Regions from separate parts of the Sus scrofa genome. Here regions 1, 2 and 3 are each linked to region 4. The links are chromatin contacts, called in public Hi-C and promoter capture Hi-C maps. All regions are on one chromosome and are shown on one strand. Each heading gives the region's core, a stretch centred on a gene start, on an enhancer-like site or on the middle of the called end of the contact. The rest is flanking DNA. Distances are from core to core; before and after follow the strand shown.

Region 1 (3,186 bases), core at 456-2,955, 210 kb before region 4:
TTCCTCTTGGGGATGACCCAGAGATTGTGGAGATTTGGAGAACAGCCTTAGGGCCTTCAATTAAAATAGTTTTGTCTTTGGTTACTACCGGAATAAACCTGTAAGCAGACAGCTGTTTCATGCCAGCCGAAATTCTAGTCTTGGGTGGGATGGCAGAAGTTTATGACTTCAGATGAGAAACAGGCAGGAACAGATTATATTCTTATGCCAAGTTTCTTTATTGCCATGGAAGCAAGAAGAGAAATGCAGAAAGGGGGAAGCTTTGCTAGACCCGTGTTTCACTCATGGGCATCAGGAGCTGCTCAAGACTTTGCAGACACTTTTACAGGAAAATCATACCTATAGAAAACCCCTAAAATTAAAACAGAGCTGGAAAAGAATAAAGACCATGCATTTGTCATTAAACTCAGAAGTGGAACCCCTGGGATTTGGTATTCTATAACAAGACTGGAAACATTATTTAACATTAATAAATAAACATCTGGATTGACTTGCAGTCTAAATTTAAATGTACTAAACATTCTGGCTCTACTCTAACTATACTGCATTTTCCTAAATTTTCCAATGTTTCCTCTGTCCTTAGCTTACACTTCATTCTCTTATGACTCTTTTAACTCAGGTCTTGTTTTCCATGAAAATGGACCTTGTTCTATAAATGTTTAAGCATCAAATGTCCATAAAAAATATGGAATTGGTTTTGATTCTGTCCCTCATATTTGCACAATGTGGGTCTTTAACCCACCCATATCGTTTTAATGGCACCATGTAATCACACCATCTGCTTCTCTTCCATTCTTCTAATACTCTGTGCTACATCTAATTCCAAGAGAGCCAAAATTTACCACAATTTTTGCTGTGCTCAAATTAAAACTTAAGGTCATTATGAAGCTATCTGTTAAGTCCATTCTTTAATGTGAAATTTAGCCAGCGTTAGCCCAGTTTGGGATAGGATTAGGGAGAAAAGACATCAAATATGATGGAATAAGCCAGATTAGGCCATAATCATGGCCAAATTTAAATTCTGGATACTCCAAAAGCAAGACTACATGGGAAAGTAAAGGTCAGTAAAACACATCTCCACCAAGCAAAGTACCATAAAACCAATGCAAAGTTAAATGAGCCAGCTACAGAGAATTCTCCTCATAAACACAATGTTTAGACTTAATCTGTTTCTCACCACCTTCATTTGAGAATGTTGGTCTCAGGTCCCTGGGCTGCTGTTGCTGCCTTGAGCCTTTTTTGAGTCGTAAGCCAAGGGGTTGCTATGCAGTCCCAATGCATGGAACCAGAGTTAATCATTCACAGGCCCTTTTGCCTGAAATAAGATGCTTTTCATTTCCCTTGGCTTATGTGAATAATGAAAAAAGAAAACAAACAAAGGAGATAACTGCACTATGTTAAAAGATAATCCCTTAGCATAACTATTGTCTAGAAGGCTGAGCACCAAGGGCAGGCAAAAATCCAGTCTGCATTCAGTGACTAGGCTGACATTTATTTATAAGAGATTATGCCATGACAGAGCTTCAAGTCATTTAGAAATGCTCCTATTCCCCAAAGGCCTCCGCTATATTTATATGCAGGATCCCATATTATTTTTCCTGGTGTTATGGCAACAAAGATTTCAATGTTTACAGAGCTATCAAGTTCTGACAGGCCAGGCTGGGGACTTTGCATCACTGGCTCGAATTAAAATGGAGCAAGAGGCCTTGGGAGCCAGCATAGAATCAGCTGCCTGAACAACTAATACCTGAGCAGAGGAGAGGTAGGAAGCAGGCAAACTGTACTCATCAGCTGCAGGGCCCCTCTCCCCAAGGGAAGCTGCCCTCAGGAGCCTGTGGTCTGAGGAACAGATGCAAAGGACGCTGAACCTACTAAGTCACATTAAACCCGAAAGAAAAGCAAAGCCCAAAACCTCACTACAATTTCGTACTCTGCTCAGATATTTAAAGCTCTGCTGAATATAGGATGTTGGGGTCCATTATGAGACCTCTGTGGGAGTGGAGGGGGAAATGAAAATGCAGTGGGTGAAGAAAGGGCAGAGCAAGTACTCTCTCTGTGCCCGCTTTTTGTTTTTAACTACACAGTGGAGAGCAGCCCCGCTCACCTTCACACCTAATTTCATCACTGCCCATGGCTTAGTAGTTGCTTGAATACTCCAATGCTGGGGGTAATTACCATGTGAAGCTGGCTATAAAAATGTCCTAGAAATACTGGTGTCCATCTCACAAACAGATTATCTTGAGAACCTGCCACCTACTCCATGGAAATAACTATGTGTAAATGGGACCTCATGGTCTGAAGCTCTCGGCTTTGAAGTTGCCCTTTGGAATGGACCCAAACTCCACCATCCTCTGTGACTGAGACACCAAGCTAGACATCATGAAAACACAAGTCCTTCCAAATATGTGCTTGGGATATCTTGGTTCCTGTGAAAGCAGGAAATAAAAGCCACAAGCTTAGCCTGGGCTACAATGACCCACCCCTTTCTGGTTCTAGATGTGGACTAAGGAAACAATATCAAGTCAGAGTGAAATGGACCAAGAAGTTCTAGACCAAATTCCTTTCTTTCTTTCCTTTATGTATGTGGGTTCATAAGTGTAACAGTGCATACTTGCTTACAAAAGTGCAGGATGGACGTCACAAACGTGTCTAAATTTTTTTCTAATTTGAGATTTTGTTCTATTTAAAATTATAAATAGCAGGAAATAGGCATATTTCCTAATGCTTCAGATGAACATGCCAATGAGTAATAAACTGAGACTTACCATATAACATAGGACATGTGGGGGAAAAAAATTGTTTACATGCTATGGATTTTCAACTTACATAAAATAAATGTTCAGTATGGAGTAAAAGGTATTAATAGTAATTGCACTAAATGTAGGCCAGGCTAGGGACTTCACATCTACACATCTTTCTTGATAAAATAGAACTAGAATTGACTAAGTGTGACATCGCAGCCTTTCCCTTTGGAAGGGCTGCTTCCCAAGGCCAGCCAGAAAGACTACTTGGAAAGTATGGGAAAGGAGAGCATGGATTTGTGCCCCAATAGACATCAGCCCATCCAATGGGAGCTGTTTGCAATCCTTGCTGCCCTCAGTGACTTGATCGCTCTTTCTTCAAGGTCTGACTTTGCTCACAGTTTGCCAACTCCCTTGGGATCCTGGCCCACAGGCAAGATGATCT
Region 2 (3,264 bases), core at 376-2,875, 130 kb after region 4:
AAAAAAAAAAAAAAAAAAAAAAAAAAAAAAAGGGCAATAAAACAGAATTTTTTGGTTAGAATTTCTGATTATATTCATAACTGCATTTTAATCATGTTACTATGTTGCTTTTGAATATCATCATGATTTCAGGAAGTAGGAGTAATCATATATATACATATATTTGTATATATATGTGTGTATGTATATATAGATATACGAATTTTTTTTCCTGCTTTTAGAAAAAATTCTTTTCACCCAATGATTGGATTTTGATGAAAATAGCTTTGAGAAGAACTTGTCTAAGTTAGATTCTTATATATAAGCCAAACTTTCACATCTTAATGAAAAAAAAAAAGGGGTTTTCTTGTTAAATAAGTTAGGGAAACACTTGGGTAGAAAAAAAATTAAACAAGTTTCTATATGCAGGAATTTTTGCAGCTTATATTAATGAGTATTAAAAATCTCCAAAAGGGATCTTCAGTAGTATATAGAAATTCTATCCCAGGTTTTAATTATAGAACATCCCAAAAACTAATATCACATTTTCACTTTGGAAAAATCTGCTGTATACTTTTTCACATGTCTCAATACCTAGAATATGATGTTAATTGGTTTATCAAGTATCTATTAATTCTTAAGTCATGTACAAATTAGTAAGCAAAAAGTTAATTAACAAAGTAAATATAGTAATTTTATTTAAAAATGAATGCTTTAGTTATTTTTGGACTATTCTCTACATTTAACATTAGTTCATTAGGTAGAAATGACGCATGATCAGCTTCCTTGATATGTATTTTATCATAAAATTCAAAACTGTACTTCAATCATGGGAATTACTTCTTCCCTATTTTTTTTGGCTATGCCCTCAGCATGAAGAAGTTCCCTTGCTGGGTATCAAACACAAGCCACAGCAGTGACAATGCCAGATCCTCAGCTACTGCTAGGCTACCAGGAAACTCCAAGTAAACATATTTTTTCAAATTATTAAAAATATTATCTAAGATAAATAAAATTAATGTTTATATACTCCTCAGAATCTATAGAGCAATTTTCACACAGTACTATATTTCATTTAATATTATTCTAAATTCTATGAATTAAGTATTCATATATCCCCATTAAGAAAAAGAAAATGAGGCCCAAGATCATACAATAAATGGCAGAAACTAAACTGAAATCAGGGGGTCTCAGAATGTTGAATCAGACCTTTTTTACTTTACTATCCTGCCAGTACAATATGATACTCAGCATCAGGGGACAAGAAAAAAAAAATCTTGTTCTGAAATATGATACAAGTATAAAAATTATTTAAAAATTTACCAAAATTATATAAAAAATTATCATCAAAAAAATTATAACACATCTACAGGTACCAGCCTCTATTTTATTGTTGCTGGGGATACAGCTGCAAATGGCTTGTTTGTTTTTTTTTTTTTTTAAGTTGAAGTTATCCTTTTCACCTTTCTGGGAAAACTCATTCTAGGCTATTTTAAAATTTCCTTTCTAGTAGTTGAAAGAACAACACGGCAGAGGATATAGGGCATACACGTCATCTAAGTCAATGGAACAACACTCAGCATGCATCTGTACTTCCTGCCCTCCACCCCCACCCCAAGTTGTAGCTGTCCCTGGGCAATGCAGGTTGAGTACACTTCAATGATTATAACACTGTCTGGGCCAACAGCCAAACTAGGCTTTTTCTGGCCTGATCTTGTCAGTGAAAGTTAGCTTAAAAAAAACGGTAGGAAAGAGCTTTCCTTCCTGTAAAGCCCTGAATGAGTTAACACCCTTCCTAGAATTTCTTTAAAAATACTGTTCTGCAACATTAGGGTGGAAGAATGTATTTTGAATGACAGCATGCTCTGTTATTTTTAAAAAAACCATACAACAATTCTCAATGAAGAAATAAGCCCAGAAGAAACACTTCTGGCCGCAAGGTCATAGACACTGTAGTCTTACATTAACTCTGTTTAAAAAATTGTTGGGCAAACTGCCTTCACCAGAGAACTTATTCAAGACCTTGGCAAGTCTTTATATCTCTAACAGCCTGTTCCCTCATGTGTGAAAATGATGGTCCTTTAATCAGAGAGGCCTATGTACTTCTGACAAGAATTCTTCTCAAAGTACACAAGATGAGAAAATACCCCACACAATTCTGCAAGTAATTCCATTGAGTTCAGCTGAAATCTGCTTGTGCACCCCAGACTAAGAATGACTCTATTAGATGACCTTTTAAATGGGCTTTCCAGATCCAATTCCATATACTATTTTACCCAAGGCAATGCCCACTGAATATATTAAATGCTCTTTATTGAAAATATACTACCATTGGCTCCTATTTATTTAAAATGATCATCAAGGGTGTGTATGTGAGTGCAGGGAGTGTATTTTTCTGTAAAGAAAAGCAGCACTAAGCCTTTACATTTTACTTGAATGAAAACATATCAATATATCATGATTCACGGAGAAAATTATTCCTGAAACTAGAGAAGAGAGGTGAATCCTTGATAACACTTCTGATTTATTTCAAAGAAATCTTGTGCTTCTTCTAGACATTTCCCACTTCCTTTAAATTCAACTGAAGAATAGGTATGTTAAAGGTAACTCTTAAATCTCTCTTGAAACTGTCACTTCTATTTCATCTTCTTTAAAATGATCATTCTAATTGCAAATACTGTAACTTCTCGTTTTCTAGCCATTTAATAGCACCTCAAAGGAAAAAGTCAAATTCAAGTATAGTGTTTCAGGCTTCTATAATTTTGATTTGAGTTTTCCAAGTTATATGCAGCCACTTTTCCTTTCTCACTCTGTGGGTCCAAGAGCATCTACGCAGTTACCGGTAGTGAAGCTTCAAGCTGCCTTCTGCATCTTTGTCCTCACACATAATTCTCTCTGCTCTGAATGACATTTTATCTCCTAGTCTGTTAGGCAAGCCCCACTTCTTATTCAACTTTCAGCTTAAAACTCTTCTCTTTGATACAACCTTCTACAACTCTTTCAATTTCTGTATAATTTGTAATTTGGCATACAGGTTAAAAAATGAAGGCAAAAGAATCACCCTAACTGGGTTAAAATTCTAGTTCCACTATTTTTTAGCTGTGTTTAAATAAATCATTTAAACCTCTTGGTACTTTAATATCCTTAACAGTGCTAGTATCTACTCAGAAGATGACTGTATGTATTCAATGATACAATCCATATAAAAGGCTCAGCATAGTGCTTGGCACATGGCATGTATGTTTCAATTCAGATGCTACTGTCATCGTTACCGTTCCTGTATAA
Region 3 (2,870 bases), core at 361-2,860, 130 kb before region 4:
TAAACCAAGGCAGAAAAAAATCCATTGCAGTCGATTCTCGGCTCCCCATTTCCACCACCATCCACTCCATCACCACTGCCAGCCCCAAATTGCTTTATTGCAGTGGAATTATGTTATAATGTTAAATTGCTATAATTCAAGTTTCAGACTAGAGGAAGAGCAGCACAGAGAGTTAGTCTTTCTGAGGCGAATTCGCAAAGGAAAATAAATGTGTAGCCGGAGAATTCAGGAAGATGGAGAAGGAACTTTGTGGCCCAGGCTATTTTCAGGCCCTTTAACCCCCTCATCCCTTAGCATATTCCTGGGGCTTTGTCCTTGTGGCTTTAGGGGTGTCTGAGGTAGTGGGAGGACAGTTGAAAAGTGATGGCCATGTGGTGCTAGAAGGAAAGAATCTGGAGTTCACCCCAGCTCCCACCACTGCCCACTACGCCTCTCCCCTCTGTTCCTCGTGCCTATCGTCTCAGCTGGGTCCTTTCCAAGTAGCGTGACTGATACAGAGACCACAGCACACATTTCTGGAAGACAATCCTTGTTACAGAAAATGAGCCATAATCAAATCAATAAAGCATCATTCCTACGAGCCTCTACCTGCCATAGAAAGGACACTGTTCTACCAAACACTGCTTTGAAATGAGATTCCACTGCTCCCCATACCCCTTCATTGAATAAAGATTCATTCAGAATTATTACGTGTCAAGTCCTCTGCCAGACGCAGGGGGGAGACACGAAGGTGAAATGACAAGAAGATGGGCCCTGCCCGCAGCGCACTGGGAAGAGGGCTGGGGGGAAGGAGTGTAAACTCTAACTTCTCTTTGTAGCTCTTTTTTCCCCTTTAATCAAGCCCACATGTTTCACGAAGGGGCTTGAAAGGAGGGAAGGATTATAAAAATGTTCACTTTCATCCTGCAGATATGAGAAAACAAGAACATGCTGCCATTACTCGACAACTTTATGGCTCCAAATAATGCCAGCGCACGCAGTCCATCAACAGAGGGCCGAAAGTCTGCACCCGGTGGGCATATCATGGGTGCCCGGGCGAGGGCGGGGGGGCATGCTCAGGCAATGCCAGTCCAGGGCCAGGCTTCCCAGGACCCCAGACAGGAGGAGGAGAAAGGGCCAGGGAAGCAGGAGGAAGGAGGCCCATCTGCTCTCAGAGCCAACAAAAGCCCGCCAAGCCCCAGTCCCCTCCACACACCTTCCTCCTCTTCTTAAGAAATGACAGAATTCAGGAAATATTACTTCGGCTTGCAGGCTTCTGTCCTGGCCTATCAAACCCACAGAGAAGTCCCAGCAAATTACTGGAAACTGCACTTTGAACTTAGCCCCTGGCAAGGAGCCCAGTCAAACAGCCATGTACAAGTTCCTTTCCTCCGAGGGGCCCCTCCACCAGGGTGTCCCTATAGACACTCAGAGAGCTGATTGCAACAGGTTGGAATGAGGCCCTGCGCCAGGAAAACAAGCCCTGACCAGTATGATTTCCTACTGCCTGTGCTGTTTCTCAAAAAGTTTTTTTTGGCATGTTCCCCCTCGTTTTGTTGGACTGGGTTACAGGCTCAGGTCCCATCGAGGAAAAGAGTGGCACCCTTTTCACAAAATGCTGAATCTTTGTTTAGCTCAAAAACTGCTCCATCGGCCCCACCGGTAAGTCCAGTAATGTCGGGGGGCAGCAGGGCTGGGGGGACTGGTCAGGCCAGTTGCTAAGCAAATTCTCTGAACTCCCAAGGCATGGAGAAGTAATTAGCTGGTAAACCCCACAGATATTTCTACCTCCAACAAGGGAGATGGTCTTTCTCTGCCCACTAGACCTCACTACACGGTCTGAAAATAAACCAACCCTAGGGGCTGTGAGGGCATCGGCCACTTCTGCCATGCCTGGTCCCACGACTGCTGCTCCTCCTTCAGAGGAAACCGCCAAAACATTGGCCTCTTTCTAGCTCTGTTCTATTTCTAAGAAAACTCAATTGCACAAGCAAATAAACGGACTTATAAAACAAAGAGGTCACCGAGAGACAGATAAAGCTAAAGGTTAGACAGCTGCAGAAACACGCCTCTATCCCAGCTGCAGAGGGAGCTCCCTGGAGGAAGCAGCTCATCCCCCAGGAACCATCAGCCACCTGCAAGGGGGAGGGGATACGCTCAGGGCTACTCCACTTCAGATGAAACATTCCTTTCTCAAGTACTAAAAGGGATTCAAATCACCACCAGATTGGGCCAGGGGTGACCTAAATCTCCTCGCGTGCATTTACTCTAACTGCTCTCTCAGAATGGGGCTTTTTCTGATGATACTTGTATTGTGTCATATGCAGAGTGGAAGGAGTGCAGCTATCTCCTCTCCTGATCTTGTGATAAAGAAAACTCCCCCAAACAGGCGTTTTTTAGTTTTATGTTCTTTCTAGAGATTGCACACCGATTGGGAGGGCGGCTAGTTCCACCTCTAAGCCCACAGCTTCCCCGCTCCTGCCTCCCTGACCTCTTACTGACCCAGTTATGCAATAACCAGCGGTCCATGAACACCATACAATCCCCCCCAAATGCTACTGAGGACATCTTTTTAGAGCACTGGTGCCTGGCCCTGGCATATTCAGGGAGGTTCCCACAGCTTTTCCACTGTGATTGTCAAAGCTCAACTCTCTTCCATTTGTTCCCCTCTCCTACCCCCACCCCCAGTGGTCCTCAGAGAAGTAACTCAAGAACAGCAACAAACCCAGACCTCACATAAAGTCTACAAAGATGGTGTGTACCAGTGAAGTGTTCGCTCCTCTAGGTATTCAACAAGCATTTAGGATGATTCTAACAAAGCAACTCTTACCATGTAGATCCCTCCTAGGCTCTGTGTCGTCTTCTACAAAACAACCTGGGAGAAAAATACA
Region 4 (2,917 bases), core at 33-2,532:
CTCCGAATCAATGTGCTTCTTGTAATAAAGTACAGTGATATCCTGATGAAAATAAGCATTTGCGTTTCTATACCAAGAGTAAATTATTTCTCACTTATAATGTATTCTCCATAAAACAAACTATCGAACTTAAAAACATTTCTGTTTTCAAGGTTGTAAATTAGATTATTTTCATACAAATTCCTCCCAAAGTCTACAGATCTGATCCAATTCAAGAAAGAAAAGAAAAAAAAAATCCATTCTCCACTTCTACCTTGAGCCAAACACATCAGCTTAAGGAATAAATCGGAAAGAAGACCATTTCATCTATCAACTTCACTGAGTGTCGCTGGACTAAGTCTTACACGTTAACTTCTTGCAGTTCCCCTCCCTCATTCTCCCAAAGCAGATCTTCACGTTTCCACTTTCTTATACCTTCTCTGAACTTAAGGAGAAACACATTCACAACCTGCTGGGTTTAGTCCTGGATTTCTTAAGGGCTGTTCAAAATACTCCATGGTTATTCTGCACAATATCATTCTGCCTCGCAAAAAACTTTTTAACCCACTATTTTTAAAACAAAAATAATCTAAAAGTACTAAGTCAGACTCCAAGCGAAAAAAAAAACACACAAAAAAACCCACATAAAAACCCGTGGATCTGAAGGTAGAAAAAAACACCAGGCACAACCGAATCTGAGTTTTAAATGCTAGTTGTAACGAAGATCATCCTGGGCGGTAAAGGAGACTACCAGATAAAAGGAGAAAGCAAAGAGAAAGAGCCACCTCTGATCTGAAGTAAAGCCCCTTTTCAAGCAGTGACAGTCCTCCATCTAGTTCCAAACACGGTCACAGGTTCTCGATCGCCTGTTTGCCCCAAGAAACCCCAAATCCAAGTCGAATACCTTTTCGGCCAATCCCATCACATCCTAAGGATCACCGCGGATTTCCAAAACCTTTTGGCGTATCCCACCAAAGATGCTTACAAATCAGGAAGAGCCTTCAGAGAGAACGTGGCCGGCGGAAAGCAAGCCCCGCGGCAGGGAGGGTTATAAATAAATATCTGTCTACACTTTAACGGAAAAGCCGGATTCCTAAAGAGCCGGAGCCTGCAGAGCGGCGTCGCCACATTGCCAGTTACCGCGGCAGAGCTGCGCCCTCTGCGATCCGCGCGGAGAGCAGCGCGGAATAAATAGTTGACGGAGAGGAAGGAAAAGGAAAAAGTTATGAATGAAAACAAGTTTTCTCTTTTGCTCCCTCTCTCTCTCGGGCAGGAGGAGGGGAGGAGGCTGAGGTTACCATTACCTCAGGAGGGCGGACTTCCCCGCTTTTAAAGTGGCAGTGCCCTCACCCCTCCCCTTGCCGCTCCACTGCTCTCACTACAGGGAATAAAGTGGCAGCTCGCTCGGGCGCACACCGACTCAGCCCAGGGGTCACCAGAGAAGTCGGGGTGTGCTGCGGCACACGCCCGTTTCGGGGCCCCCGGCCCCCAGGACCCGCCGAGCAGCTCCGCCCCGCCCCCGCCGGACCCTCCAAAAGCCTACTTGAAAGCGTCTTTAGCGTGGAGGGTGCTTCTGCGAGGACACCTCGGGTCATGGCGCCACCGCTGCAGGCGACTGGGGACGGGGAACCCCGCCTGGCGGTCTAGCGCGGCGGAAGGTTGCCCGCGGGATTGCCCAGCCTCGAGCGCCCGGGCGGGAGGGGCCGCGCCGCACGCGGGGGGCGCCCCCTCTCCCCCCTCCCTTCCCTGCGCCGGCCCGGCCCCCGCGCAGCTCCCCAGAAAGGCACCTGCCGCCCAGCCCGCCCAGCCAGCAGCCTCCCGCCCCTGCGACCTAGGCCGCCTAGTGCTGCCGCCCCGCACTCACCTAGGCCGAAGCGGGGGCGGGGGTCCAAGCTTTGCAACCCGGCGGGGGTCCTGGTGCGGATGGCGACGCACCAAGCGCCGCATCAACCGTGGCGAAGAGGACGGAGAGGCATGGCCTGAGCTGCGGCCGGTCGACCCGCAGCCTCCTCCGCCCCCGCCGCCGGGCAGGAGCGCTCCCCGCGGCCCCCTTCCGGCTGCGGGGAACAATCCTCCAGGGACTCCGCGCGGCCGGGTGCAGATCTTTCACGGCTCGCGTGCGCCGCGCAGCTCAGTAACATCCACCTCCCAGGCTCTTCTCGTCCTGCTTCCTTCCAAGAGCCAGAAAAAAATTTCCTTCGGGGGGCTCTCCGAGTCTCTCTTGATAGCGATCTAGGGAGCGGTAGGAGAAGAGTGCGTGACCTCCCCGCCGACCCGCCGCTGAGCAAGAACGAGGGTGCTTCTCGGGGTCCAGTCGCTCCTTCGCGGGAAGGGCGGGAGTGGCGGCTTCTGACGCGTGAAAATCCACGTCACGGACGCTCGAGACTCCGCGGCGCCTGAGACAGGGCTCGAACCGGCAGCCACAGGCGGGTCACAGAGCCGTGCAGGGCCCGGGAACACAAGCCGGCGAGGCCAAGCCGCCGCTCCCCGTGGGTGGGATTTTTTTTTTTTTAACCCGCTTTTTTAGGGGTGGCAGCGAAGGGAGCGAAGTTTGGGGGTCCTCCTCGCGAGAGGAGATGGGGCGTCGTCCCTTGGCCCCCAAGCAGGTTCAGGCAGTTTCCGGATCCCGCACGCCCGGCAAGTGGGGGCACGGCGTCCCCGGGAACTCCGGTCCTGGCGGTCAGTATCTCCCAGGCAGCGCTCACTCCCAGTCCTCCGAGCCTCCTGTTCCACGGGCTAAATGCCTGCTGCAGACGGTTAAAGATAAAAACACGTTAATTTCCCTTTCTTTACAGGCACTTGGACGCGTAGCGCGCCCCGCCGCCGGGGCGCAGAGTGGAGCGGAGCGGGCGGTTGGCCAGATAGCCCGCCGCCCGCACCCACTGCCATGTGCTGGCTGTTGCTGCTCCGAGTGATTGACAGGCGGGCGTACAGTCGG

What was found. Promoter capture Hi-C pulls out the DNA fragments that hold promoters and counts their contacts. A called contact is a pair of places that touch in the nucleus more often than the background predicts.
Region 1: a contact with region 4 is called in a Hi-C map of skeletal muscle, with 4 times the contacts expected there. The contact joins the enhancer-like site here to the promoter of SPRY1 in region 4. A contact is called at or near these places in 1 of 5 promoter capture datasets (liver), 13 of 47 Hi-C or Micro-C datasets (brain, embryonic fibroblasts, epiblast stem cells and 5 more) and 1 of 2 datasets of contacts at active chromatin or transcription factors (skeletal muscle).
Region 2: a contact with region 4 is called in a Hi-C map of liver, with 7 times the contacts expected there. The contact joins the enhancer-like site here to the promoter of SPRY1 in region 4. A contact is called at or near these places in 1 of 5 promoter capture datasets (liver) and 6 of 47 Hi-C or Micro-C datasets (embryonic fibroblasts, heart right ventricle, liver and 1 more).
Region 3: a contact with region 4 is called in a promoter capture Hi-C map of liver, with 9 times the contacts expected there. The contact joins the enhancer-like site here to the promoter of SPRY1 in region 4. A contact is called at or near these places in 3 of 5 promoter capture datasets (fetal liver, fetal skeletal muscle and liver), 12 of 47 Hi-C or Micro-C datasets (alveolar macrophages, brain, embryonic fibroblasts and 6 more) and 1 of 2 datasets of contacts at active chromatin or transcription factors (skeletal muscle).

What each region holds. Positions count from the first base shown.
Region 1 is chr8:100,646,691-100,649,876 of Sscrofa11.1, forward strand. It overlaps a transcript of SPRY1 not described here. Among named protein-coding and RNA genes, the nearest start is that of SPRY1, 210 kb to the right of the region's middle. Within about 2 kb of position 1,706, at least 6 of the 83 cell types and tissues checked have an H3K27ac peak or open chromatin away from gene starts, as enhancers often do. A contact at or near this core is called in skeletal muscle, where this site is marked.
Region 2 is chr8:100,993,771-100,997,034 of Sscrofa11.1, forward strand. All of the region lies in intron 15 of SPATA5 (spermatogenesis associated 5), which reads right to left. Among named protein-coding and RNA genes, the nearest start is that of SPRY1, 130 kb to the left of the region's middle. Within about 2 kb of position 1,626, at least 16 of the 83 cell types and tissues checked have an H3K27ac peak or open chromatin away from gene starts, as enhancers often do. A contact at or near this core is called in liver, where this site is marked.
Region 3 is chr8:100,726,666-100,729,535 of Sscrofa11.1, forward strand. It overlaps a transcript of SPRY1 not described here. Among named protein-coding and RNA genes, the nearest start is that of SPRY1, 130 kb to the right of the region's middle. Within about 2 kb of position 1,611, at least 36 of the 83 cell types and tissues checked have an H3K27ac peak or open chromatin away from gene starts, as enhancers often do. A contact at or near this core is called in fetal liver, fetal skeletal muscle, liver and 3 more, where this site is marked.
Region 4 is chr8:100,859,875-100,862,791 of Sscrofa11.1, forward strand. It overlaps SPRY1 (sprouty RTK signaling antagonist 1), which reads right to left and starts at 1,283. Exons shown (of 3, transcript NM_001267835.1): 1 at 884-1,283; 2 at 1-42.